Linked DNA regions of Mus musculus: region 1 is linked to region 2. Evidence: chromatin contacts called from public Hi-C data. All regions are on one chromosome and are shown on one strand. Each heading gives the region's core, a stretch centred on a gene start, on an enhancer-like site or on the middle of the called end of the contact. The rest is flanking DNA. Distances are from core to core; before and after follow the strand shown.

Region 1 (7,425 bases), core at 335-2,834, 190 kb before region 2:
AATAAAGTTTATTCAGGACATCGGGAGGGGAGTTGATGGATTAGAGATAAAGGCAGAGAGAGAGAGAGAGAGAGAGAGAGAGAGAGAGAACACGAAGTAGAGGCCGGCCATGAGCACGTGGAGGGGGAGTGGGGAGGGGATCGGAGAGAGAGAAGGGGACGAGGGTAAGGAAGCAGGAGCAAGAGAAAGCAAGAGCCCAACATCAAGTCTTCCAAGCATGAACAGTTCCCATCCAAGCTTTCTTCTATCCATTTCCTTATAATCTACTTACCTTTAAGAAGGTTCCTACGTATAGGGATAACCAACTGGCTGATTCTGACCACTGTTTATTTGACACATCTAAAATAATGGCATATGTTTAGGGGGAAATGTCAGAATTTTCACTAGAGCCCATTTATTCCCGTTTCTACTTTCCTTGGGATCTGTCACACTTTCGTGTCATTCCTTTGTCTACTATATTAGTCTATGTCACGTTATTTGTCTAGTTATCTCTCTCTCACTATATATATATGTATACATATACATATTATATATATATACATATATATACATACATATATATATATATATATATATATATATATATATTCTTCCACTATAAAAATGTAAAAGGCACAAATTACAGAGTAGAATACAAGTTACCCTTTTATCTATGCTTCTATCCTTCTCAGAATTAGCATCATTAAATTTTTTATATACACCTATAGATTTCTTCTTCCTGAAAGGAGATAATAGCAAATACCTAGAAATATGTAGTTTAATTCTTCAAGTCCTCTATATAATGCCAGTTTAATCTTGTCTCACATTTCACCCTCACTTTCAGCTATGGTAATGGACCCACAGTTCTCAAACAGTCTGCTTTGTTCACATCACTATATCTGCATGAAGTGATCTATTTCTACGTTTCCCTTTCTAAGCTCTCTCACCTTTGCAATGTAGAATCAGTCATTCTATGAGTGCCACTCTCAGAGTATTCTGTCCATCTGGTCATTACAATATTTACCAGGTGCATTGGAATCCATCATCTCTCCTCCTGATAGGATCATAAGTATTTTGATACAACTAATGTAGCCGAATGAGCTCACTGTTTCTGAATATACACAGTGCCTGGCTTACTGGAGTTCTTGAGTGAATATTGACTTATTGCAGGAAAGAATAAAGGATGCAAGAAAAGTTTCTTCTGGGAAATCAAGTGACATGAACTTTACAGAGTCTATAAAACGCTATGGGTTTCTGTTTGTTGGTTACACCCATATTGCAGTTATAGTAATATTTTCTCCAACTGTCTCCAGGCAGTTGCTGAAGCTGCAAATGGCTATGATGTAATCAAATCTTCCAATTTTGAATGTAAAACATTGTGTGGCCCATTTTTCATCATAGGTGACATGTCTGCATTCTGCAGATATCCTTCTGGTGAGAACACTGTACACTTTACCACGTTGAGAACAGGTGCTGAGTTGTTGTTACTCCAAGACATTCAAGACAGAAATTCTACAAATTCAAAAGCAGTGAGCAGGGTTAAGACTGGCAGGCTATCACGATGACGTCATGTGCAAGCATAAAGAGGAAACACAGTTCCCAACAAAGGAACAGCAGGTGAAGTCATCATGTTGGCTTTGTCTGGAAACTCAGATCTTTTGGCTCTGTAGTGGGACATTCAATATGGGGAATATGATAGGGGCTGAGACTGAGTCACCGGAAACTAAGAAAGAAATATAGCTCTCGGGTTTTAGAAATGGCATTTGTTCCCGCTGCCTACTGTGTGTCTGGTGCCTTGGTATCTTGTACTTTAGCAATTGGGTTGACAAAGGTTTGTTTCCAAAAAGGAATGAATAAATGAAGTGCAGGCTATAACATGCTACAAAACCATCCCATCTGCAGTGGAGGTACCACATTTCAGGAAAGAGTAATTGATATGGCTTCGTTTGTTCTCTAATACTTACAGAAGTTAGGCCTTAGGTTTCTTATATAAGGGCTTCATACCTGTTTCCTCTCTGTGCATGGGGATAGTAATAGTGTCTTGCTCATGGAATTGTTGCCAAGTATAAAGAAGGAGATACATAGAAAGCACTTACTGATGAGTCTAGCACATGGTTGTCTAATATAAGTTAGCTACTGTTAGTCTTTTAGGTTCTGTTCTTATGATCATTAAATGTTTTATTCACAGACTAACACAGATGTGGCTAACACCTCACATTTACTCTTTGCTAGCTACATAGGCAATTTAAATGCTAATTCAATTTTCTCATCTGGAGAATAGGGACTATAGATGCATCAGATAATATTTTTGTTTAGCTAAAATGTAATATGGTAGGTGGGAAGGGCCTAACATGATGAATTTCAGTATGCCACAGTATCCTTGACTCCATGAGTCATTCAGTTTCCAGGCTTACAAAAATTCAGGCTCACTCCTTTTAAGAGTCTCGGTCAAGTGCAGGCCATAGACTCAGGGTCTTGGTCACGGTAACAGAGTAAAGGGCCTTCTTCAAGTAGACACTGTAAGCACACAGGTAGGAATGATGTCTGTGTGTATTTGGAATAGGCGATTTCAGAGTAGAAGTGGCAAAGAGATTAGCTAAAAGCCACAAAGGGTACTTAATCGTTGATTTCCTTGGGCCATCTTTGGCTTTATAAATAATGCTTCTGTGAACAACACCGCAAATAGTCTAAACCATTTTCCATCTTTAAGGCAGATTCCAGGAAATAAAACTTCTAAACAATCAATTTGTTGGGGAGGAGAAACTCAAGGCTCAGTATGTGCCAAGAAAGCTCACCAACCCCCAACCCCATTGTGATTTTTTTTCCCTTTTGCAAAATGTTACCCTATTTTCCTTTGGAAGGATGTAACACTTTAAAATTCTATACCTCTACACAGCAGTGGCTATTAACAGTACAAAGAGAAAATAAAGGTACCAATTTATCTATCAGAAAATGACAGGTTGCTTTTAATTTTGCTCTCTTCAATTATTGGTGAAATTGACTGTTCTGTATATGCTTTTGTCACCTGCATTCTTCCCTGGAGGAATTACTTATCAATTGTCTTTGTGAATTTTCTTGGGACCTGAGATCTTATGCTTTGCTATATTTGCTCAAATATATGTTAGGACGTATTGACCCTCTATCGTGGACTGAAATATTTTCCCAGTATGCTTTTTAATTTCTACATGAGGGTATTATTTCAAATTCTAGAATGTTCAGGTATATTGTGTGAAAGCGTGTCTCTATCCTTCCTCGTCATCCTAAGGCATTCTTCAATTGGCTTTACTAAAAACTGTAATGGCCATTTAGCCTTCAGGAAGTTTAAGATGGGATTTTCTGAGAGGGAGAATGGTATCCTGAGAAGAAGAAAGAGGAAACACTTTTTGCCAGGAGACATGAAAGGAGACAGACAAGACTATGGGCCTGGAAGGTATAACTAGCCACCTGGCTGGCTGGGGCTAAGCAGTTGGATTAACTCAGGTGAGCTAGCTGAGAGTCTACCTAGTTAAGGCAAACCTAAGGCTTTGATATATTAAAGGTCACTGTGTTGGTATTTAAATGGGGAAGGCTGGTTAATGAATAATTGTTGCCTTATTACTTTCCTGCATTAATTAATACATACAGAATTTTAATAATCCATAATCTACAGTAGGCAGAGAGAATTTTACAAACCAAATAAATTGGTCGCATTTCTATAGCTCCCTCTTTGTCTTTATGTGTAATGAACATTTCAAGTTTGATGAAAATCCACATAGAGCTACTAGGCTTCTTTTTCATTCTTTGGTTCTTCTCTTCTCATTGACCCAGAGCACTAATTATCCCTCTTCCACACTCTGATGTCATCACCAAACTTTAGAATTCATTCTTTGGATTCCTATGATATTTCTCCAATTTGGAGGGGGGGTGTTATCTATTCTGTTACTCATACTACTTTACAACTTTTATTATCATAAAATGTAATATTTTTAATATCTGATAAGGAGAAATCTAATTTTTGCTTTTCATCTCTTTTCTGAACCATTTATTTCTCCTGATCTCTTTTAGTCTTCCAAAATTCTAAGATCAAAATAAAATTCTGGTGATGTCTCTAGACTTCCAGGCCATGAGCATCTTGTAGAGAACTGTACTGTGGTTTTAATTTTTTCTAATTTATATTGTCGCTCTAAAAAAGGTATTTCCCTGGAGCTGAGACAAAAGGATGGACCACCTAGAGACTGCCATATCCAGGGATCCATCCCATAATCAGCCTCCAAACTCTGACACCATTGCATACACTAGCAAGATTTTGCTGAAAGGACCCAGATGTAGCTGTCTCTTGTGAGACTATGCCGGGGCCTAGCAAACACAGAAGTGGATGCTCACAGTCAGCTATTGGATGGATCACAGGGCCCCTAATGGAGGAGCTAGAGAAAGTACCCAAGGAGCTAAAGGGGTTTGCAACCCTATAGGTGGAACAACATTATGAACTAACCAGTACCCCAGAGCTCTTGACTCTAGCTGCATATGTATCAAAAGATGGCCTAGTCGGCCATCACTGGAAAGAGAGGCCCATTGGACATGCAAACTTTATATGCCCCAGTACAGGGGAACGCCAGGGCCATAAACTGGGAGTGGGTAGGTAGAGGAGTTGGGGGGGGGGGAGGAGGAGGGTATGGGGGAATTTTGGGATAGCATTGGAAATGTAAATGAGGAAAATATCTAATAAAAATATTTTTTAAAAAAAGGTATTTCCCACAAATCATTTAGTGTAATTCTGGTATATATGTGAATGCTATTAATATACAAATATTTAGTATTTTCCTACCTAATTACAAGCTTTAAAATTCATATTAATGGGCATAACATCAGCAAAGTGCCAACATAGGGGAGTCCAGGTATTACCTTCTCACAATGCAAACAGCTATTCACACAGAAAAGCATTTTCCAAGGGAGAAAAGGATGCAGGTGAGAGAGTATAGCTGCTAGATGAAGCACTAAGGCTAGAACAATGCATTTGAGAGCTCAGAAGGGAAGTTTCACAATTCCAGCGTCACCTACTTGTCAGGCACTGGAAGGCCACTGTGGAAAGTTATACCATGCATATTAAGGGACAGGGAATCCTCAGCTTGTTTGGGGACCCAAGTGCCAGACCGACCCTAACACATCCTAGCACTGCATAGTTCCGGGATCTTAGAACATGGGATCTTGAAAGAGAGGCTCCAATACAAACTTCGTACTATGTTGGCTATACAAGTTATGCTGAATGCCCTTAGTCTCATGCCTCATTATAGCATCAGCACATAGGCCATGGGTACATCTTCGCAGATATCACCAGTCCACTCCAGTGGACCAAAGCTCCAGACCAGTCATTTCATAGCACTAAGAGGTCTCTCTGTGGGGTCCAAGCCTTCTAGTTCTGCCACTGAAAAGTCAGACCCCAGGAAAATGCCTGTGGTATAAAAGCAAGCCTAGTCATTTCATCAAACAAGCATCAAGCACCACTCCTAAAGATTCCAGTAACAAGCTCAACACAGAATTGTGGGTGCCTACTTACAGTTCCTAGGTAGACTGAATGGTAAAGTCCACAAACTTTATACATAAGGGGGTCTTATGTATGTAACAGTGTATCCATCAGTAAAAGTTCCAGGGATCATAAACCATCCTAAAACCTGATGCCACATAAGGAATCAAACAAAATACCAGCATCTGATGAAGAAAGGGTGGAAAGGAGGGAAGGAGAGAAGTAGGGAAGGGGAGAGAGAGGGAGAGAGGAAGAGTGGAAAGGGGGACATAGAAATATGTACTGCTTAAAAAGAATTCAACATTCTCAATAAAGTTCTACAAAAGTAAATACAAGGGAACATTAAAAAGAACACTACACATGACCAAGGAAAGACACTGCATTCAGCATTATACCATATCCACTGATGATAAAAAAGAAAAGTCATCAAGTTTGTTATGGAGGGAAAATTCTTCAACATAATAAAAACTCAGCCACAGCAAGAGCACAAATCCTAAAAACCTAAGACAGAAGCAAAGAAATCTTTTATTTAGAGACAGGATAGTTCAGAGCTTGAGGGATGGCTCAGAAGTTAGGAGTACTGGTGTCTTTTCCAGAGGACCTGGGCTTATTGCCCAGCACCCACAAGTCAGTCTACTAATCTCTGTAACTCTGGTTCCACGGATTCCAACACTCACATACAGATGTGTGCAAAATGCCAATGCATATTTAAAAAAACACATAAAAAATAAATTTAAAAAGATAGAATAGTTCTTATATGTGAAGAAGAAAATGGCTGTTTAGATGCCGATGAAATAAATTCAAGCCCAATACATATGAGACACTCACTGATATACATAATGATCAAATTCTTAATAGGCAAAGGAATGCGAAGACATCTGAAGGATGGAGAAGAAAATTAAAATAGACCTAGAAAAGTTGCCATCCTTTTCCTATTCTAATTTTAAAGAAAATGAGTTCCATGTGTCGCCAACATGTCTGTAAAAACTGTATGTACTTGCATTGTTATGAGCTTTTATTAGGTTGAAGAATTTTCCCTCTCTAATAAATGTGTTGACATTTGTATCATTACAAGATATTGTCTACTGTCAAATGCTCTCTCTTCTGATGATCATGTGTATTATGCCTGTGATATTATCTTATATTTGCTTCACTAGAATTTTTTGCAGCGTTTCTGTAATTCTACTCAAAGATGTCAAGTCCTTATTTTATTTACTCATTAATTTTAAAATACCTTTGGAATTATTAGTGTAATGCTGGTCGACAACAGTCAAATATCTTAAAAAATAAGTAGTTTTATTTAATCCTTTCAGATTCAAGCTTCTTTTATTTCTTTACATTTTTGAGAAGCGAGGCTGGGGACTTCCTGTATTTTTAACCAAAGGTGAGACATTTGGCCAATTGGGGCTGGGGAGATGGCTCAGTGGGTAAATGCTTGCTATGTAAGGTTGCAGACTGGAATTTGAATCCCTGGAATGTAAAAAGCTTGGCATAGTAATATGTGTCTCCAACCCCAGTGAATTTATAAGGAATTGGGAGGCTATAATGTCAGGTGCCATGCACAGATGCTCCTGGATCACCTGTCAGATACAGCGAACAGCAGAGACTGCCACAGAACGAGGAGAAATGTGAAAACCAACATCTGCAGTTTTCTCTGACATATCCTTATGCATACCCACACTCATACAAATGAACAAATACACGCACGCACGCATGCACACACACACACACTCACACACTCATGCACACATGAGATAAAATAATTCACTAGCAAAAAACCAAAACTAAATAAATTAAAAAAAAATAGCCTGGTTAAAAATATGGGCAAAGCTCTTAAACAAACACTTCTCAGTAGAAAATTTACAAGTGTTCTTTAACTAAAATCTCTTCACTCGGCTGACAGCTTAACAGGAAAAATGCACGCTAGTGAATTTTGGAAAAGATAT
Region 2 (6,769 bases), core at 636-3,135:
GAGATGGGAAAGAATAAAAGATGACAGAAGCCAGTACACATATGTACTTGTGTGAAACTGTCCCAGAACACAGTAGTTAAAAGCTTTAAGTCTTAAAAATATTTCAATGGATTGGGAGAAAAAAAAATGTCCTGCTACTTATAAAAGACGCTTTATCCAGTGGTTGGAAGGTGGCAACCCGTGAAGGGATGATGACAACAGTGTCAGGCTTGCTCTTTTCCACTATGATATCTTTTTAATAATTCTGTATAAATTTAGAACATGATATAATGCCATCATGTCAAGGATCAGAGGGAAGAAAGGAAAATTGGGTAGTGGGGTTTTAATTTTGAACTTACAATGCAAAATAATATAAAGAAAGGTCTAGAACTGAGAGATTCTTATATATTAATCTCTCTAACCACCCATAGAAAACTGAGCATGGAATGGAAATAGACTTGTCAGGGTCCTGTGGACAGGGTTGTATGGAAAGGAAAATCCAGTTCTATTTTCTTTTAGAATCAGGGTCTCAAAAATCAGATCCCAGTTTTCTAATAAATGAAATGTTTTATCCTTTGCAAATCAGACAAGAAGACCCATGGGGTTTACCCATGAGAAGCAGGAAGCCCTGCCAAAATTCCAACCAGCTCTGCACACTTTCTGGGCATCTGCCGAGGACCAGGGCTGATGCCAAGTGTTCTGGGGCACAGAGTTGAGTAAGTCATGGTCATTGCTCTCATATTCAGTGCTGAAAGCAGGGACACATTCAAGCAACCGGATCCCAAAGCCGGCTGTGATAAGTGTTATCTTAGATCCCTGGAGGAGACAGGTCACACGACTGGAATAGCATGAAGTCAGGCCTGCAGCTGAGGGCATGCTGTTATTTAGGAACCCTATCAGGTTCATCTCACCACTTGGCAATGACCCCCAATCCCTGCAGTTTCTTGTCCTGAGTGTGCTGGGTCAGGGCACTTCCATCTGCCTCTCCTGGAGTCTCCTGTTAAGGCTACTGGTGTTTGAGGGTGCTTAATGAGAGTGAGAAAGACTTGTCCCATTTTTCTTTGTAAAGTTTCTAAGCTCACTGGCACTATGGGGAAATGGCCCATTTAGAAGTAGCTCTCTTTTCTTCTCTCCTAACATGTCATGAGGGCTGCCAAACTCTGGAGGCCCAGTATTTTATTCATCCAGAAAGTGAATGAAGCCGAAAATGTCTTCTTAATCTCATTTGGTTTTGCCCTAGTTGTTTGACTGTCTTTTTCCCTGTCTGGAACTGGGCAGTGCCAGCAGACAGGGACCCCCTGATTTAACACTTGATCTCTTAGAACACCTACCAGAAGCTTCAGCAAATGAAACAGCTCAGTGCTCTTGTACTGAATTCAGCCTTGATGCTGTCCTGTAAGCTCACGCCCATTTCCAAAGTGGCTGCCAAGTTTTCCAAAGGGTCTTTAAACCTGGATTTAAAACTGAAAGGAAAGAAATAGGACCTTCCTCTACCAGATAGTATATCATTTTTGAGGTTGTTTAAAATATGAAGCGTAAGGAAGTAATTAATTTGGATGGTAAAAAGGAATAAAGGCTTAATAGGAAGTCGGAGGTTTGACCTGGACACTGTGTCTGTAACCTCTAAAAGCTTCGTTCGGCTCGTTCTGAGAACGGTTCTTCTTTTTGAGGGACCTGTTCCCTTATATACACTTATTCTTTGCACTCTCTACAATAAGGGCAATAATGATCTATGGGTTTATAGTTCATAAAGGATTGATTATATACAACACAAAGATAAGCCCACCCTTTCAATGTAACAGTGCCATGACCAAGACCTATTTAAACAGAAGGTAAACTGAAGCCGAGGAGTGCTCCACTCCAGACTTGCTTTAAGGCAGGACTGACCTCTATGGCTGACTATCCTATGAGTCAGATGCCTGTGGTGTAACTGAGACGCAAAAGAAGTGCTGTGGCTTTGGAATGGGCAGCTCTCTGATCTGAAGAGATCCAAGAAAGCCACAAGTTTGGGCTTCTGCTCAGGGTTTTCAGTGCAAGCAGAGTTCAAGGAAATCTTCCTGCTTCTTTGCCCTTCAGTCTTCACTGCCGACTGCTCCTGTTCACCCATGGCCCAACTCACCTCTCAATAGCAACAGTGAATCATCAACTCAGAAAGAAAACACAGAGTTGGAGTTGCAGCTCGTGTCTTGCTAGTTTAATTAACTCTCAGCTGTATCCATGAAGGTCAACTAGACCCACACCTCAGATCACAATGACCTCTGTGGCTTTCTAAGTCAGGCTACATGCCTTTATAACTTGACTCTATCATCCTGTTTTCCCTTCATGACTCCTACAGCTGATCAATGACAAAGTCTGAGACATCCTGCTCCTGTGGTAGATATAACCCAATGAAATTTATATCTCTAAGTAAATTATATCATGTACTTGGACATAGACATTAACATTTTTTCATTGACTTGGGAAGAAACAGGCTCTTGTGGAGCTTAGGCTGACCTTGAACTCACTGTATATGTAAGGTAGACCTTCAGTTCCAAATGCTTTTACCTCCTAAATGCTGGGATTAAAAGTGTGTTCCACAATACCTGGCATCCTTTATTATCTACTCTCTGGACTATTTCATAGGCTTGTGCTCCTTTCTATTCACTTGACATTCCTGAAGTTCAGACACACTCTGGCTCTTGTTGCCTCTCACCCGTCTCTCTGTTTAAACACCGGGGCCCAAGGCGCTCTGTAATCTGACTTCATCAACCAGCCTGGGTATATTGTTTTCCCACTTTGTGGACTATGTTATTTATGCAAACCTGCCCCCACATACACACATGCCTTTCAAACCTTGATAACTTAGTGCTGCTATCCTAGTTCTCCATGTTTCATTCAAACATAACTCCATTTTCACCAATACAACTTAAATGAGAGCTCTCCCATTACATATTGACTAGGCTACATATCTGTTCATTTTCTGATCACCACAGGCTATTGTAGTTTCCTCCTAGGGTAAGGCACTCATATTATATTACCTAATTTGATCAGTTCTATACTTCTGGTAGACTCTCAGAAATGAGGACTCTCCTTTGCTCGAGGACTTCATCATTGGTGGATAAGAGGCAACTGAGATACACCGAAACGAAAAGTATCAACAACACTCAGCCAGTTTGAGAGAAAATGGGCCGATCAGTGGCGAAGCAGCTCTGTCAAGCTCCTTTTAAGTTTCGCATTCATGTGTGGAAGCACATTTCTGGTATTATATTTCTCATGCTGGCTTGCCTGTCAATGTGTACCACTGGGGAGTGCAACACACACACACACACACACACACACACACACACAAACCTCAATAGCAACGTGGGTACAGTGACATGACAGAGGAACATCTCAAATAAAATCAGTCATAGTGGAGAAAGACAGAATTCCACAGCTACCTTAGATGTTGTAGGTAGGTTTCCTTCTTTGATTTCATCTAAGCAACTGCTATCTATAGCATGGCTACACTTGACTAACTTTCATAGTAAAACTGGTTCATGGCAATGTGAAAATTCCATACCTAGGTGGAGTTTTAGAAAAAAAAATGCAATTCAGAGAAAGAAAGCAGTTTCTACCAAAGTAGAAATTTCAGCTAGCCACTGAACCATTATAAAGTCTCTTTATTCTGATATTTAGCATGCCTCATGTCAACTGTTACTCGAAGTACAATTATTGACTTGGTGAAGGATTCAGCAGGCATAGATACCTATGTTTGAGTAGTATCAACCTTAGAATGATAAAGGATGATTGGTTCTCTCCAAACCTAAACCCAGCCCTTGCGTGAATAAGAGAAAGTAATATCAAATAAAGTAATACACAGAGGATTTGTCTATCTGTCACCCAAGCAGACATTCTGTCTAGAGGACATAGCCTTTCAAACTTGCCTGTTTGTGACACCACACACAATCTAAAATCAACTTAAAAGTTTCAGTCTATGACTAGATTGAATTGAGCCCATGCAGTCTAGTGGTGTGTCAAAGCTCTTTGCCATGTATGAGTTTTCAGGACAGTCCCCATGGGCTTTCTGACCTGGCCTTGCCAGGGAAGATTCTTCTTGCAAAAGAATGAATGTGTTCCATGCATTCCTAATAATCATTGAACCCCCACAGCACAAGAAACTGGATTCCCAGTCCAAATACCCAGGCTTTTGGATACAAAGTGAGCACAGTGTGCCCAGCCAGCCCTCAGAGCAGGGACAGCGTGTGCCTCAGGCCAAAGCCTGGCCCTCTGTCCCAGCAGCTGCACTCTGAGGATGAGAAACAGGGACATGGCCACCTGGTGCTTACCCACCCCTTCCACCTGACAGGAAGATGGTTTAAACTTTCCCTTGCACAATGTGCTGGAGGTGGAAGAGGGAAGGAGACAAAAAGAATTGGGCAGGTTGATTTCATCAGCCCTCGCAGTAGCACCCCAGTATTTCTTTGAGAAAAGATGTTTGGCAGCTTAAGCCCAGCATGCTCAGACAGATTCCACTTAACAGGACATCTGAGCGGACTTCAGGCTTCTCCTCCCTACCTCACCTCTCCTCTTTCTCCTACCCTCCGGAAAGAAGTTTGTTAATCGGATGTTAAAAGAGGTTTATGGGTTCAATTTCAGCAAACATGAGCTTTTCTTCAATAGTAAGTTCTCTGCAGCTATTGGGAAATACGCATGCGGAACATCTCCCTCACTGTTTAAAAATAACTGGGGTCCACTGGTTGTTCTTGTTGTCCCCGATATATAAGAGCAAAATGCTAGTTTTAGGAATTTGAGGGATTTTAGTATGTATATATACATATGAACCACACATTCATCTAAGCATATTTTGACATAAGCAAATATACTTGAATATGTTACTTGAATATGTATATATACTTAAATATATACTATATACAGTACACATATGTGAATGTATATATGTGTATGTATATGACTGAAAGCATGTATTTATATATGTGTATGGGGTATATGCATGTATGTGTGTGCGTATCCAATGGAGACCATAGGTTGCTGCCAAGTATTGTTTCTTTAGAGCCTTGGTGTTTTTTGAAACAGGGTCATTCACTGTAACCTGGGGCTCCCCAGTTAGGCTGGCTGGCCTAGAGATCTACCTATCTCTGCTTCCTCTGTACTGGAATTATAAGTATACAACAGCATGCTCATGTTATTGTGTGTGTTCTGGGTAATCAAATTCAAGTTCTCATACTTGTACAGCAAGAAATTTACCAACTGAGCTATCTCCTAACACCTTGAATATATATGAGAGACATTTTAAAACATCAGTACACAGAAGAACTCTGGTTATATATGGTCCTATTATAGTGTCTTGATAAAAAGAAATTAACTTAACTCTGTGTTTGTGGACACTCGGAATCTATTTATTGGTTACCACATGCAAATAGTGGTACATTTCTTGCTCATGATCTTTTGGTGTAGGTATTCATATGGGAGAAAACGAGAGCCAAAGAAAAGACTGTTCTTTCTATTGTGTAAGCGATGGATGAACTTGGATTCACAGACATTGTGAACAGATCCAAGATTGGACCACATGGGAGGTTTGGGGCTTGTAGAGAATGAGGAAGGAAAGATAAATTCTGAGGCTACAATTGGCTCATTACAGACCACAATTTACCATTGCCAAAATCTTTCCTTATTAAGCAACCTTCCCCAAAACACTCAGACTTTAATTGAACTGCAGCTTTTTAATTTTCTCATCTTTTTAATTATAACCCTAAAGCACCCAAAGACCCATGTGGCTCAGTCCATGAACCACAGTTCAACTGGTGTAGTTGCAGTAGGTGAAAGTTATTACAGAAAGTTTATTCTTTATTTTTAACCATGTAAGGACTTTGAGATGGATCCAAAAAACCAATCTATAGCAATAGTTACAGAATTTTAAAAGATGCTTAATCACATGACAACTATGACTCCATTGTCTTAGCCCATTTATATTGCAGAACAGTTCACTTTCCTCAGCAATTTCCTCATTAGAACAGAAAAAAAAAATGGCAAAGAGACTAAAGGATTTAGCTGTCTGAGATGACTAAAGGAAGTTAGAACTTGCATAACCTGGAACAGTGGTTACTTCTCTTCTATATCATGGACATTTCTCAAATGCCTCCTGGACCTGGAAAGCTAGAATCTGTGCCAGCTCCTATCAGGAAGATAATCTCTCACACAGACAAAAGTTGGAATATTGAATGGTGAACTGTTTGAGAGGTGACCAGGTTTTCCATCACAAAACTTCAAGTTTTGTATTATTGGCTCCTAGTTCTTGTTTCTGTTGCATCATGGGAAGGATACACATCCAGATTGTGTATGTTTAGCTAAAAGCTTAGTTAAAGATACAAGCAAGAGAAGTCCTATAGAAATACATTTCACACCTAGCATAACCACTGGGACTTTGTATTTATAGTTAGACTACTAACATCCTTTCTTGTGGAATGGTGGCTACACAATTATTAGAGAAATTATATGAAAGGTAGGTACCAACACATTTTAAAGTAGAAATAGTGTCTCCAGAGCTAGTGGTCAGAAAGTTTAAGGAAAGGAATAGGAGTTACAGGACTAGGAAGTGGTTTTCCTTTCTTGTAGAAGAGACTAAATATCGCCAGTTAGCACCACTTACTGTAATGGGCCTGGGGTGTTTACTATGAGCTACATGATACGTCATCACATTCTGGATATATGAATATTAACCAAACATGGAACCCCACTAGACTTAGCATGAGGAACACACAAACACATTTGCAGTGTAGGCTCTAGACTTTATTCAAAGCTATTAGACACT

What was found. Hi-C and Micro-C count contacts between places; a contact is called where the count stands out from the background.
Region 1: a contact with region 2 is called in a Hi-C map of myocytes, with 2.8 times the contacts expected there. The contact joins two enhancer-like sites. A contact is called at or near these places in 4 of 484 Hi-C or Micro-C datasets (3T3-L1-derived adipocytes, muscle stem cells, myocytes and 1 more) and 3 of 115 datasets of contacts at active chromatin or transcription factors (astrocytes and neural progenitor cells).

What each region holds. Positions count from the first base shown.
Region 1 is chr16:25,717,445-25,724,869 of GRCm38.p6, reverse strand. All of the region lies in intron 1 of Trp63 (transformation related protein 63), which reads right to left. Among named protein-coding and RNA genes, the nearest start is that of Gm24928, 18 kb to the right of the region's middle. Within about 2 kb of position 1,584, at least 9 of the 459 cell types and tissues checked have an H3K27ac peak or open chromatin away from gene starts, as enhancers often do. A contact at or near this core is called in muscle stem cells and myocytes, where this site is marked.
Region 2 is chr16:25,527,302-25,534,070 of GRCm38.p6, reverse strand. No RefSeq gene overlaps it. Among named protein-coding and RNA genes, the nearest start is that of Trp63, 150 kb to the left of the region's middle. Within about 2 kb of position 1,885, at least 86 of the 459 cell types and tissues checked have an H3K27ac peak or open chromatin away from gene starts, as enhancers often do. A contact at or near this core is called in muscle stem cells and myocytes, where this site is marked.